Linked DNA regions of Mus musculus: all the other regions are linked to region 1. Evidence: chromatin contacts called from public Hi-C and HiChIP or PLAC-seq data. All regions are on one chromosome and are shown on one strand. The core of a region is the stretch at or near the end of the contact, and the rest is flanking DNA. Distances in the headings are between cores, read along the strand shown.

Evidence for each region. A called contact is a pair of places that touch in the nucleus more often than the background predicts. HiChIP or PLAC-seq counts read pairs in DNA pulled down with a chosen protein or histone mark.
Region 2: a contact with region 1 is called in a Hi-C map of erythroblasts, with 5 times the contacts expected there. The contact joins the promoter of Ash2l here to the promoter of Zfp703 in region 1. A contact is called at or near these places in 7 of 39 promoter capture datasets (the C10 cell line, the HPC-7 cell line, HPC-7-derived erythroid cells and 4 more), 1 of 15 datasets of contacts at CTCF or cohesin (pro-B cells), 5 of 484 Hi-C or Micro-C datasets (CD4 T cells, cardiomyocytes, embryonic stem cells and 2 more), 8 of 115 datasets of contacts at active chromatin or transcription factors (astrocytes, bone marrow-derived dendritic cells, embryonic stem cells and 5 more) and 2 of 9 other capture datasets (embryonic stem cells and liver).
Region 3: a contact with region 1 is called in an H3K27ac HiChIP or PLAC-seq map of the NIH/3T3 cell line, with 8 times the contacts expected there. The contact joins the promoter of Star here to the promoter of Zfp703 in region 1. A contact is called at or near these places in 5 of 39 promoter capture datasets (the C10 cell line, embryonic stem cells, hippocampal neurons and 2 more), 1 of 15 datasets of contacts at CTCF or cohesin (large pre-B cells), 6 of 115 datasets of contacts at active chromatin or transcription factors (the NIH/3T3 cell line, astrocytes, embryonic stem cells and 3 more) and 2 of 9 other capture datasets (embryonic stem cells and liver).

What each region holds. Positions count from the first base shown.
Region 1 is chr8:26,975,760-26,980,603 of GRCm38.p6, forward strand. Zfp703 (zinc finger protein 703) reads left to right here and starts at 1,577. Exons shown (of 2, transcript NM_001101502.1): 1 at 1,577-1,852; 2 at 2,809-4,844. The coding sequence starts at 1,595. The coding sequence ends at 4,335. It overlaps Gm39150 (a long non-coding RNA gene), which reads right to left and starts at 156. Exons shown (of 4, transcript XR_001778540.2): 1 at 1-156.
Region 2 is chr8:25,837,739-25,842,150 of GRCm38.p6, forward strand. It overlaps Ash2l (ASH2 like histone lysine methyltransferase complex subunit), which reads right to left and starts at 3,049. Exons shown (of 16, transcript NM_011791.3): 1 at 2,844-3,049; 2 at 2,274-2,337; 3 at 2,005-2,150. The coding sequence starts at 3,019.
Region 3 is chr8:25,805,836-25,810,474 of GRCm38.p6, forward strand. It overlaps Star (steroidogenic acute regulatory protein), which reads left to right and starts at 2,639. Exons shown (of 7, transcript NM_011485.5): 1 at 2,639-2,797; 2 at 3,621-3,731; 3 at 3,972-4,099. The coding sequence starts at 2,734. RefSeq lists a cis regulatory region at 594-617, promoters at 1,145-2,701, 1,672-2,672, 2,412-2,684, 2,570-2,672 and an enhancer at 2,579-2,613.

The DNA of each region.
Region 1 (4,844 bases), core at 327-2,826:
AGTTCATGATTGTTCTATGATTCGCTCCTTCCGCTCACTTTGACGACCCCTTTGGAATCTCTTGCTCTCACGTTGTGTTGAGTCAATGATATCAGAGTCAGGGAAAAAAAAAAAAAAACAACCGTGAGTCAGCATCAGGCAGTCAGAACCAGATAGTCCTGGGTAACACTCCTACAAAGTCAGAACTTGATGGTCAGAGTGACTGACAAATCACGACTGGAAAAGGGTATTCAAAAGGAACAGCGACACCAGCGCGCCTCCACTGGCCACTGAGGGCACGCAAAAGTGGTCACTCCAGAGCTGGGGCACAAAGGACCAAGCTCAGTCGATTGAGCCAAGGATCTAGAACTTTATGGTCAGGACCATGACTATGTAAAAATCTCTGCCAAGTGTAAATACGTACTTTTTCCGGAAGGCTTGGGGGAATCCGAGAGGGTACTGTTATTATTAATAAAAAGGTCTTATTTCGAAATTTCGCCGGAGGGGAAACCAATGGGGCAGTCTCTAGAGTTTGTGTCGTCCTGCAATGCTGAGACCCCCCCCCTCCTCTAGGACATCGGCCTCTACTTTGATGCTACCTCCAACCACGTCGCCGCCAAACGGCAGCTCAGCTCGTCACAGCACAGTGAGGTAGCTTTATGACTTTAAACGGGACAAGAACCCTGAAACACACCAAACACGATCTATAATTCAGAGCGCCCCTGGGGGCGTTCCAGGAGCTTTGAGGTGACGCTTCCTGGCCAGGGAGCCAAACCTTCAACCACGCTTCACCTAGACCGTCTCACCGGGAAGGGAGTCCTTCCACTTCCAGTCTGACTGGACAGGCTCAAAGTAGTTGGAAGGGCTCAGGCAGCGCCCAGGGAATAGTGGATGCCCCCAAGGCTTCGGCGCTTCCAAGTGAACACATCCGGGAGAGGCCAATTAGGGGAAAGAGAACCGGCCGAAGCAGCTCGGAGAAGCTGCCGAGCTCCCGAGGCGTAGCCCGCCCCCCGGCGGTCCCGGGGAGAGGCTTGGATCCTAGGACCGGAGCAGGCGCCCTGCGTTCCCACCCCGGTCTCCACCCTAGACACTAGTGGGAAGCAGCAGGCAACAGGAGAGGGCACAGAGCCCGTGTCCAGAAGTCCCGTCCCTTGGGTGACCCGTGGGCTAGGGCAGCCGGGCACAACCCGCAAAGGGGAGCAGATCCAGCGCTGGGCGAAGGCCGGGAGGCGGCGACCGGCTAGGGCGCTTTAAGACTCTCCCCGCCCACCGGCGGCGCCCGCCTCCGCCCTCCGCTCTCCCCGCCCCGGGGTCCGGGAGAGAGCTGCGATTGGGCGGGCGCGGCGATCCCTTTGAAGTGTGGCTGCAGATCGCGGCTATTTGACGTGCAGCTCGCGGAAGGCGAAGGTTTTTGTGTTGCTCGCCTGGGCTAGCTGCGGCGGCGGCGGCGGCGGCGGCGGCGGCGGCGGCGGCGGTGGAGGAGGGGAGGCGGCACGGAGGCGCAGCGGCTGCTGCACGGCGTTCGACGCAGCGGAGCGAGCCCACCCGCCCCGGGAGCTCGCCTCCCGGAGCTTCCCCTCCCTCCCCGCCCCCCCAGTGGCACTGCCTCCTCCAAATGAGCGATTCGCCCGCTGGATCTAACCCAAGGACACCCGAAAGCAGCGGCAGCGGCGGCGGCAGCAGCAGCGGCGGCGGCGGCGGGAAGAGGCCGGCGGTGCCGGCAGTGGTGTCCCTCCTGCCCCCGGCGGACCCCCTGCGCCAGGCGAACCGGCTCCCTATCAGGGTCCTGAAGATGCTGAGCGCTCACACCGGTCACCTCCTGCACCCGGAGTACCTGCAACCGCTGTCCTCCACACCCGTCAGCCCAATTGAGGTCAGTCTCCGGGCGCTGCCCACCCAGAACTGAACCCCACTCCTCCACCCATGCTGGGCCCATGGCTCTGCTCCCTCCACCACCCCCCACCCCACCCCACCTCCCGTAGCGACGCGAGGCCCGAAGCTGGCCACGCAGGCGGACCTCCTGAGGAGGGACGGAAGGCAGGAACCAGACACCCCCCTCCCCGCCCGCCCAGGTTCTCCCTAGACTCATGGGTGGAAGGGTTTTGCCCAGTCGCCCTTTGGAGCTGCGTGTTTTCTAACCGACTGGATTTGCTCTTATGGTGCCCAGAGTCCTTTACTTTTCCTCTGGCCCCTTAGAGTCCTGTCCAAAGACGGCTTCTGGGCCTCCCTCGCCTCCACCCGGTGTCCCTCTGCATCTTCCCCCGTCTGTTTAGGGGCACAGTGCAGACAACCAGGCACTCGGGATCCTGGGTCTTTCTTCATCTTACTTCTCTGGGTGTCCTCCCCGGGAGGGAGGGAGAAAGGGAGGGAAGGAGAGAGGGAGGGGCTACTCACAGGGCCAACTGCGGCTCTGCCTTTAGAAGGCGCCTCTCCCTGCTCTTACACCGAGCGCCATCACCAGAAACCCGTCCCAAACGAAGTTCTCCCAAACTAAAGGCTTAAGTTTTTCCCTGGCCCAAAAAGATGGGAAAATTATCTGGAAAGGGGCGAATCACCATCCGGATTACAGAGAAGTCACCTTTAACCGGGAGGGCTGTGGTTGAGCCATTTCTCCTGCGCGCCAGCGCCCATGTCACACTCGGGGACTAACCCACAAGGCAAGTGTCATTCCGCCCAGCTACTCGGCCAGAGCCAGGCCCTCCTTCCGTGACCCTCCTCGCTCAGCTCCCTTCGCTCGCCCACAGTGCTCGGCTCAGCTTCTCCGCGCGCGCTTAGTGAGTCTCCCAGTCTCACCCCCTTCTCCCTCCCCTTTGCCACTGTCTCCCGCAGCTGGACGCCAAGAAGAGTCCTTTGGCTCTGCTAGCCCAGACCTGCTCGCAGATCGGCAAGCCCGACCCGCCGCCCTCATCCAAGCTCAACTCCGTAGCGGCGGCGGCGGCCAACGGGCTGGGATCCGAGAAAGACCCGAGCCGCTCCGCCCCCGGCGCCGCCTCCGCGGCCGCGGCGCTCAAGCAGCTGGGGGACTCCCCCGCGGAGGACAAGTCGAGCTTCAAGCCCTACTCTAAGGGCTCCGGAGGCGGCGACTCCCGCAAAGACAGCGGCTCCTCGTCGGTGTCCTCCACCACCTCTTCGTCCTCCTCGTCCCCCGGAGACAAGGCGGGCTTCAGGGTCCCCAGCGCCGCCTGCCCTCCCTTTCCCCCGCACGGGGCATCGGTCTCCACCTCATCAAACTCGTCTTCTCCCGGCGGCTCCCGCGGAGGTTCACCACACCACTCAGACTGCAAGAACGGCGGCGGCGGGGCCGGCGAACTGGACAAGAAAGAGCAGGAAGCCAAACCCAGTCCCGAGCCAGCCGCTGGGAGCCGAGGTAGCGGCGGGGACTCGGCTCACGGTGGCCCGGAAGCCACCGCATCGGGGCGCAAGTCAGAGCCGCCCTCCGCCCTGGTGGGGGCGGGCCACGTGGCTCCAGTGTCACCCTACAAACCAGGCCACTCGGTGTTCCCACTACCGCCCTCCAGCATCGGTTACCACGGCTCCATCGTGGGCGCCTACGCCGGCTACCCGTCTCAGTTCGTTCCTGGCCTGGATCCTAGCAAGTCTGGTTTGGTGGGAGGTCAGCTGTCCGGGGGCCTGGGCCTGCCACCAGGCAAGCCCCCCAGCTCCAGCCCGCTCACGGGGGCCTCCCCACCCTCCTTCCTGCAGGGATTATGCCGTGACCCCTACTGTCTAGGAGGCTACCACAGCGCCTCGCACCTCGGCGGCTCAAGCTGTTCCACTTGCAGCGCGCACGATCCGACCGGGCCCAGCCTTAAGGCCAGTGGCTACCCTCTGGTGTACCCGGGGCACCCCTTGCAACCTGCGGCGCTCTCCTCCAGCGCCGCCCAGGCCGCTCTCCCGGGCCATCCTCTCTACACCTATGGCTTCATGCTGCAGAACGAACCGCTGCCACACAGCTGCAATTGGGTGGCGGCCAGCGGGCCCTGCGACAAGCGCTTTGCCACCTCTGAGGAGCTGCTCAGCCATCTACGGACTCACACAGCCCTGCCGGGCGCAGAGAAACTTCTGGCCGCCTACCCCGGGGCGTCGAGCTTGGGCAGTGCCGCTGCAGCCGCTGCAGCCGCAGCCTCTTGTCACCTGCATCTCCCCCCGCCCGCTGCCCCAGGCAGCCCCGGGTCGCTGTCCTTGCGGAGTCCACACACTTTGGGGCTAAGCCGATACCACCCCTATGGCAAGAGCCACTTATCTACAGCTGGGGGCCTGGCAGTGCCGTCCCTTCCCACAGCCGGACCCTACTACTCGCCATACGCACTGTATGGACAGAGACTAGCCTCCGCCTCTGCGCTTGGATACCAGTAACCACAGCTCTGGCCCCTCCCAGCCCTTCCCCACCCACCCCTTCCTCTCACGTCCCACTGCCTTCGACGCTGCAAGCTCCACTACCGCTTACCCCTACCAGGATCCAGCCCAGCCCCTCCCCCACCGGACTGTGTATTTATTTACTATAATGTTAGCTTACAAGCTGGGAACATAAGTGCATTAATGACCACATGAGTCAGTGGTATGCAAAAAGTCTGTCTCCCCCAAATAATAATATTAACCACCCAGGTAACTCCATGATTCCCCCCACCCCTCTCCCTTCTTTTGCTTATTTTCTTCTTCTTGGGTATATGTTTTAAGGCTTTGGGTTGTTTGATTTTGACTGGTTTGGTGTTAAGGAATGAAGGAAGAGTTGGGGTCCTACACTTTCAGTTTCCCCCATCTTGGGAAGTCTCTTGCATGAGTCTTAACTGTTAAAACTGCATATCTTCCCTTTTCCTTCCCACCCCATCTTGTTTCATTCCATGTGAAGTTTTAATTCTTTTTTT
Region 2 (4,412 bases), core at 1,799-4,298, 1.1 Mb before region 1:
AAATTTTAAGAATATGTAAAGACTGTGGGACTTTTAAAGTTATTTAGAATGGGGATGAATAAGATTGTAAGGGTTGAGGCTTACTAGTGATGTTTTTGTGTGTCAAGTTGACAAGGGGTCAATTGTACTGGCTAGTGTTGTGTCAACTTGACACAGCTGGAGTTATCAGAGAGAAAGGAGCTTCAGTTGAGGAAATGCCTCCATGAGATGCAATTGTAAGGCATTTTCTCAATTAGTGATCAAGGGGGAAAGGCCCCTTGTGGGTGGGACCATCTCAGGGCTGGTAGTCTGGGTTCTATAAGAAAGCAGGCTGAGCAAGCCAGGTGAGGCAAGCCAGTAAAGAACATCCCTCCATGGTCTCTGCATCAGCTCCTGCTCCCTGACCTGCTTGAGTTCCAGTCCTGACTTCCTTTGGTGATGAACAGCAGCATGGAAGTGTAAGCCGAATAAACCCTTTCCTCCCCAACTTGCTTCTTGGTCATGATGTTTGTGCAGGAATAGAAACCCTGACTAAGACATTGGCTTTTTCTGAGATAGGCCCCTGGTCTTGCATTAGCTATGGTTCATATAACCTGGAACTTGTGATCCTCCTGCTCCGGCCTCCTAAGTACCTGAATTACAGGTGTGCACAACCAGCTCCACTCAATATAATTTGTCCCCTTCCAGACAAAGACTTAAGGCACAGCTCTGGCTGGCCTGATGTTCAACTATGCAGCCCAGCCTGGCCTCAAAATGAACAAAGACTGGCTCAAAGGCCAGAGGATTCCTGCAATTTTAAGGCCAACTTGGTCAAAAAAGGGCACCTCAGGCCATCCAGGGCTATATATAGTTAGAGAGCCATTGACTTAATAGTTATCCATCAAAATGCTCGTTAATACCTACTGACCACCTACGCCTCCACCAAAAGAGACCTTTTGCTCTGAATTATGATATGATTTTAATTCTCAAGAACAGGTACATGTTTAGATGTAAGTTTTGTTTGTTTGTTTTGTTTTTTTCCTGAGAGAAAACATAAGATACCAATTGGGGTACATTATAAGCAATGAGAAAGGAAACAAAGTATGCTTTAGACATGAAAAGCACCGATCACCTCAATATTTTTGAGGAATTAAAAGCACTTCTCTGCAGTGACCACCCAGGGCTTTGCACGCAGCAGGCAAGTACACCACGACTCAACACCACACCTTCAAATGTTACTGACAACAGGTCTTGCCCACTGTAAATACCAAGCCCAGAACACACAGAATACATTATCGCAAACTTAATTACATAATCTCTTCTAATTGCACAGACTCCTTCCCAATCAGCCTGTAAGGTCAAAAGCAAGGACGATGCCCACACTCATACCTAATAGCACTCTCACCTCAATACTTCAGAACATGCCAAAGGAATGCAAGCAACTCCTCAGTCAGCATCTGGTCACTGGATAGGGTTAGAGTGAGCACAAAATACTACCTACTGACTTTTTTTCGGTATATTTAAAAATACTTCTCAATTGTCTTGAGATTGAAATATGATTACAGGGCTGGTGAGATGGCTCAGCAGTTAAGAGCACTGACTGCTCTTCCAAAGGTCCTGAGTTCAAATCCCAACCACATGGTGGCTCACAACCACTCCTAACAAAAATCTGACACCCTCTTCTGGTGTGTCTGAAGACAGCTACAGTGTACACATATAATAAATCTTTGGGCTGTTGTGAGCAGAGTTGGAGCAAGCAGGGCTAGAGCGGGCAGAGGTCCTGAGTTCAATTTCCAGAAACCACATGATGGCTCACAACCATTTGTATAGCTACAGTGTACTCATATACATAAAATAAATAAATTAATTAAAAAAAAAGAAATATGATTACATAATTTCCCCTTCCACCCCAGAACTGGGGTTCCTTGAGCTGCCATGTGAATACTGGGAATCAAGCCCAAACCCCTGAAAGGGTAACTAGTGATCTAAAATGCTAAGCCATCTCTCCAGGATCATGCTGTCTAGAAGGCCATGAAATGTACTCACGACGTGTCTATTCCAAAGGTGTCAGCGGTGAACCATTTTGTACATATCCCACACTGCAACTCCACTTCTCCCAACTGCCGCCCATTCTCCTCATCCACAGAGCCCGCCTGGGTATCCATCACTTCTGAAGTGTCTCCGGTACCTTCCTGGAGCCACAGGGCAATAAGAGAATCAAATGGCCTGACTACTTTTTAAAAAAAAAAAAATAGATTAAACATTTTAAAACCAAATCTAGTTCGCCTTCCAAAGGCCTCAGAGGAAATACTTACCAAAGTATCTTTTCCATTAGAAGATTCTGTCTCCAGACCACTTACATCAACCAAGTTTGCATCCCTATAATGAAAAGACAAACATCAAAATGGCCTTTCCTAAACAGAAAAACACAATGGTCCAAATACGGAGGGTATATCTTTTTCATGTCCTGAACGGGATGCCCACGAGAGAACAATCCTGAGTATTAGGAGGGAGGTTGTCAAGCAAGACAAATGTGTTCGCGGCCCAGGGATTCCTAGTGCACTGGGCTAACGACGGGAGGCTGCCGTCCTCAGTGCTTTCAGGACCAAGCATTGCAAGAGGGATCAGCGAGGTCTTCCGGGGCGCTAGAGGGGGAAACGCTCTTGGCTCACACTGGTGCTGATGGGAGCCGAGGAGCCGAGGAGCGGCTTGGAGTCCACAAGCAAGCAGCCAGCGGGGTTGCGGAGGGTACCGGGTGGGCGGGCGGGCCGAGCCGTTGGCTGCGGGACCTGGATCCGGAGGGCGACACCGGGCGGCGCGAGCCGCGGGCTTCCACGAGGGGCGGGCCCTCGCGCGTCCCCGGGGCTGCGAGTGGATTGCCTTACCCACTTTCGGCCTCTCCGGAGCTGGGCTCCGCTCCCGGGGCGGCTGACGGCCCCTCGCCAGCCCCCGCGGCCACCGGCTCTGTCTCTCGGTCCTCCGCCGTTGTGGCACTTGCAGCGGCTCCGGGACCAGGGCCGGCGCTGACTCCCGGACCAGGACCCGCTCCAGCCGCCGCCATCGCTGCTCCTTCCCAAGCTCTCGCGAGAATATATCTATGCGGCGAGTTGCCGCCACGCACGGCGCTCTTAAAGTGGGAAAGACCTTTTGTTGGGGGGCCCGCCACTTACTTGGGAAGGACGCACTTTGAGTCCGCCGCTTTAAGGCCAGAAAAAAAAAAAAAAAGAAAGGAAGAAAGAAAAAGGCAGGGCGCAACTCGGATTGCCCAGGTTTGAAGGGAGCCACTTAGGAGGTCTGTCCTTTGCTTTCCTCTTGGGACTTGAATTATTCAAAACGCCTGCTCATAGTCGTGGCTAAGAGTGGAAATCACGGCACATATGAGGATGTGAGAGACTCCCCTTTACACTGTGCGGAGCAGGCGATCATACTAAAACCCTAAAACGTAGGAAACTTCCAAACAACAACAAAGGAGCACTCTGGCTCACACCTGCCGGGAGCGTCTGTAACTGCGTAGCTGGCCGCCAGAAGCCCCGTTTCCAGGCGGCTTTTGGAGAGACTAGAGGTCTGATTCCAGAGAGCCCGAGGTAGTTGTGGGTGGAAAAGACGTTAGGAAAAGAAACATCTGGCCAGAGGAGGCTAGAAGTGCTGTGCGCTCGAGGAACACGAATTGCTAGTTCACGGAGGGAAGTAGAGCTCCAGGCGAGAGTGCTAGCAGAGGACAGAATTCAGCAAGGTTTGGGCCTTAGCGAGAAGGGCAGAAACGAGTAAGAAAGGGATGTCTGCTGGTAGCTAAACCCCTGGACTGAGTGCAAGCATATGGGTGGGCTCTAAACCCTAGCAAAATAGAAACTGCCGCCTCACCCCCATCCTCCGCGTGTGTGTGCGCTTTACGGATGTGTGCGCATGTATGTGGCATAGTGCACTGGACAGGTGAGAGGACAATATGGTGAGAAGAGCTTTCTTTCCCTCCACTATGTGAGTTCTAGGAATCTAGCTCAGGCTTGGCAAGCAAGTGCCGCCTTTGCCCACTGGGCCATCTCACGGACCATAAATTTGCTGTTTTAAAACAAACACACTTAGGGATTAGAGATCATTGATACTTTGCAGTTGTTAGGAGAAAGTGCCGCCATGACCAAAAATATCTTAAGCAAGGGGAGGGGGGATCTTGGTTGAGGGGGGTTCAAAGAGATAAGAATCCATGATGGTGGGGAGATAAGGCAGCAAGGATCTGAAATGGTGACTATCAGACAAGGCTGAGAGCTCGAATTCTCTATCAGAATCACCAAGCAGACAGGGAGAACTTCAAGGAAGCGGCTTCACTTTTTTCGTGTAAGCTTGCCCCCAGTGACTTACCTCCACCAGCAAACGTTCACCTCCCAAGCCTCCCTAGACATCATAACAACTGTTGTGTGAATGGGGACCGATCCTCCCCCCCCCATGCCCCACCTTACCCT
Region 3 (4,639 bases), core at 1,389-3,888, 1.2 Mb before region 1:
TTTAATCTCAGCATTTACAGAAGCAGAGGCAGGAATGTATCTCTGTAGCGCTCCTTTCTCCCTTACCTCTGTACTGGCAGAGTCGCTCACCTTTGAGTCTATGTGACATGGTGGACAGTGTAGGGTGGTTGAGTACTTAATGATGGAATGCCCTTTTCTGTCGCAAAGCCTTGTTCCCTCTCCTTGTCTGCTCTGTCCATCCAGTCTCCTTCCGTGTAGGCTCTGCTCTTATCAAAAGGTAAAGCCAGATTTGGATACCCAGAATCCAAGGGTATTCCCAGACCTTTCTTGACCTTTCTGCTCAGAGGAACAGCAAGAGTTAAGTAGTCATTGAGCCTGGAGAGGATAAGAGGAGGAGGAAAGTCTTGGCCCTCGGGGAGGTCATCCCACACCCACTTCCTGAGTCAATGGCAGCGTCTGACATCAGCAGCAGCTGGATGTCTCAGCGTTCCAGTCTGCCCACACTACCCCCTCCTTCCTCGAATGCCATAATTCTCCACAGAATGGCAACAGCAAGGCCTTGAATATTATCTGTATGGCCTGTCCCACACAACCCCCTCCCAACTCCCTACCACTTTCCCTGAAGGAGAGCCCACGTGTGTCTGGGGAAGCACGTGTACCAAGCAGTGGGGAGGATGCAGCTAGGCAGCCTGCCAGCCTGCCAGTGCACCCTCAGCCTAGGGAGGAGCAGGCTTCTGTCTTCTCTGGGAGCCTGGGAGCTGGAAGGAACACCAGTGAGGGAGTTTCCTGAACCAAAGGTGTGTGCCCGTGTCCCTTGCTGCTTCCCTAAGTAAGGCCCCAACAGAGGAACAAGAACACTGTCCTCATAGGAACTGAGTGCTGGAGCCAACAAGTTTGAGAGGGAAGTAGTCAGTACCTGTGGGAATTAATCCCAAAGAAAAAGATATGGCAGACCATGTCTATAGGCAGGAAAATCAGAATTTCATGGCTTGTCTGAGATACCTAGCAAGTTCAAGGACAGACCAGGTTAGACTTTTTTTTTAAAGAATTATTTATTTTATGAGTACACCGTACTTCAGACACAGCAGAAGAGGGCATCAGATCCCATTACAGATGGATGTAAGCTACCATCTGGTTGCTGGGAATTGCACTCAGGACCTCTGAAAGAGCAGTCAGTGGACTTAACTGCTGAGTCATCTCTCCAGCCCAACACGTTTGTCTTAATCCCACAAAAGAGGCAAGAACTAGGTTACGCCTCTCCAGTGGACACTGATTGGGAGGGTGTGCACTAGGGGGACAAGCTACTAGAAACCTGTAATGGACAAAGTGAGCCCTGGCACAAGAGTAGGCCTTTGGGATTAGACCTTGGAGCCTTAGATGCCTCATGACAGTAGCTCCCACAAGGCCTCTCATACAAACTCAACAGGACAGAAATGTAGGCTGTATCCATATATAACCATTTATCCAGTTGCCTTGAAGGAGTCTTGTCCTGCCTTGGGACAGTAATGACAAGGTTCAAAAGTATCCTGCTGGCGGCAGGGTCTGGTGCAGAGCAAATCTAATGAGACTTTACTGATGACATTCATGACATATGAATTTGGTTTAAAAGTAGCCTCAAAGGTACTTGGAAAGAAGAGATCTTGGCAGGGCAGGGCTGGGTGGTAGAGCTTTTCCCTGCCTGGTGTGTCTGGGAGCAACTGAGGCAATTAATTCTAAGGTTCCCTGGATCTGCCCAGTACCACAGGGATCACATACCTGCAGGGACTGACAACAGTCAATGTCCAAATGATTTGTGTTTCTCACCTTTGTGCACAGGTCAGGACCTGTAGCAGGGCAGGCCAGCCTTAGCTGCATGAGGAAAGGGTGAGCTTGCAGGGTGGAACCCAGGCCTAAGTTACTCTCTGCCTTGAGAGCTTACTGGGTGGGTCATCTCATTTCCAGAGAGTTCCCAGAATGAGAAGTTAGAGTGGAGTTGGTATCAATGGGTGAGCAAATAAATGAAAACTGAACACATGGGGTGCTCAGGAGGCCCCACATAGAAGGAACCAAGGCCAGCTAGAGGACTTGAGCTATTGTCCTATATTGCCCTAGCCCTGACACTGGCATCCTGTTTGTCTTTGAGCCAGCCATTGATACCCTCCAGACCTGATGGACGGTCTTGCAGGTTTTGTTTGTTTGTTTGTCTGTTTGTTTGTTCTTTTGAGACAGGGTCATTCTGTGTAGCCCTTGTTGTCCTAAACCTTACTATATAGACCAGGCTGGGCTTGAACTCACCAGAGATCTACTTGCCTCTGCCAGGGAGAGTATGTGCCACCATGCCTACCTCTGGTCTTGTTGCAAGAACTCACTCTTTGACTCTTTTACCCTGGCTCCCTCTCTTGGCCAGAGCTTCTATATACTTTTTGATGCACCTCAGTTACTGGGCATTTAAGCGGAGGACAGGGCTTGAAGTCTACATTTACAACTTTAGAGAAGCTATATATACATATCCTCTGCCCCATCTCCGTGACCCCTGCTTTCCCCTACCTGCAGAGTCTGGTCCTCCCTTTACACAGTCTGCTCCCTCCCACCTTGGCCAGCACTGCAGGATGAGGCAATCATTCCATCCTTGACCCTCTGCACAATGACTGATGACTTTTTTATCTCAAGTGATGATGCACAGCCTTCCACGGGAAGCATTTAAGGCAGCGCACTTGATCTGCGCCACAGCTGCAGGACTCAGGACCTTGAAAGGCTCAGGAAGAACAACCCTTGAGCACCTCAGCACTCAGCATGTTCCTCGCTACGTTCAAGCTGTGTGCTGGAAGCTCCTATAGACATATGCGGAATATGAAAGGTGAGTCTGGGTTGGGGAGGAGGGATGAGAGCTTGCCAAAAGCCTGTAGGCAACATAGTTTTGTGGGAAAGCTCTTGGGCAGGGGAATAGGCCACCTCAGCTTCGATCCCAGCTATGCCTCTTAACTGGGGGAGCCTGGGTAAAGCCCTTCTTCTCTGGACCTCAGGTTTTCACCTAAAAAATTGGCCTGGCTACTAAGGTGCCACCTCTCATCCAAATTCTGTAATTTCTAGTTTCTACTCTAAGGCCCTAGTTGTTCTGGAGCTAGTACTGATGTTGCCTCCCTTCACGAGTGGATTAAGTCTGTACCAAGGGTCCCAGGCAAGTCTTTGCCATAGTGGTAGAGAAATACAGAAGCTAGTCCTTACTCTAAGCAGTGCCTGGCAAGTCCGAGACACTGTCTGGGAAGAAGAGCAGAAGACAGGAGAGTTGAGCAGCAGAAGTACAAGGCAAAGGATGGTGGGGGTGACTCTTGTCCCTGGGTAGCTGGTTGTCCCTTGGTAGGGCAACCCTCAGGAGACGGAGTACATCCTACTCAATATCCAGGGGCTACCCAAGCGGCCCAGGGAAACTTCTGTGGCCAGGTAGGGCCAGGTCTGACCAGCCCACCCCTATTTTCCATGATGGAAAAGAGATCTGGGCCCTGGAAGTTCGAGAGAAAGTTTAACACTGAACTTGAGAGTTAGAGATGTGGCTGGAGTTTGAGTCCCTGCTGGGATCTGTGTCCCTGGGCCGGTTTGCTCATCTGTGATGAGTGGACAGAACTGTCCCTCTCCCAGAGATTGCCTAGCTACTTGACAAATGTTTCTTTCCCTCCCTGCAGGATTAAGGCACCAAGCTGTGCTGGCCATTGGCCAAGAGCTCAACTGGAGAGCACTGGGGGATTCCAGTCCCGGGTGGATGGGTCAAGTTCGACGTCGGAGCTCTCTGCTTGGTAAATAAATATTGGGGCTTTCTGAGCTTCTGCCAGTGATGGGTCTTAGGGTGCATGAGGCCTGTCCCCTACCTGTAGTTACCTAACTCCTGTGTCTACCTTGACCTGCAAGCAGAGCCCTATGGCTATGATCGTGTCTCTTCTGAAGGCTGAACACATTCAGAGGGCAGAGGGATGAGAGCTGTGGATTGGCTAGGACCATTGTACCCACGTTTTCTTTTTCCTTGGCTATGTATGCAGGTTCTCAACTGGAAGCAACACTCTATAGTGACCAGGAGCTGTCCTACATCCAGCAGGGAGAGGTGGCTATGCAGAAGGCCTTGGGCATACTCAACAACCAGGAAGGCTGGAAGAAGGAAAGCCAGCAGGTAAGTAAAGGCAGCTGTGAGAAGCCTGCAGTTACTGATGGTCCCACTACCATGCTCAAAGCCTGCCGGGATTCCCACTGCATTCACAATTGATAAACAGTCAAAAAGTTTTGGTCTGAGAACTCTCCTAAGAATATATCATCAGGTGGGGTGAGGGTGCATACCTTTTTCATCTCAGCACTCAGGAGACTGAGGCATGTGGACGTCTGGGAGTATACGGCTAGCCTGGTTTATGTAGCAAGTTCCAGGCTAGCCAGGCCCGCATAGTAATACCCTTCCTCAAAACAAGCAAACCAATGAATGTGTTCTCAGATAACCTTTCCTCCTGAAGACTAACTGAGAAACATTATTCCTGTTTTTTAACTACTCTCTGAATGCTGTAAACTCATCCAGTAAAAAATCTGATCTCATCCTGACACACAGAAGCAAAACCTACGTTAAAACCAGTAGCTCTATTATTAGATCTACTCTGGTGGCCTTATCTTCAACAACAGTTTACACACTGTCCATTACCCCAAGTTCAGATGAAACATCTCGTTG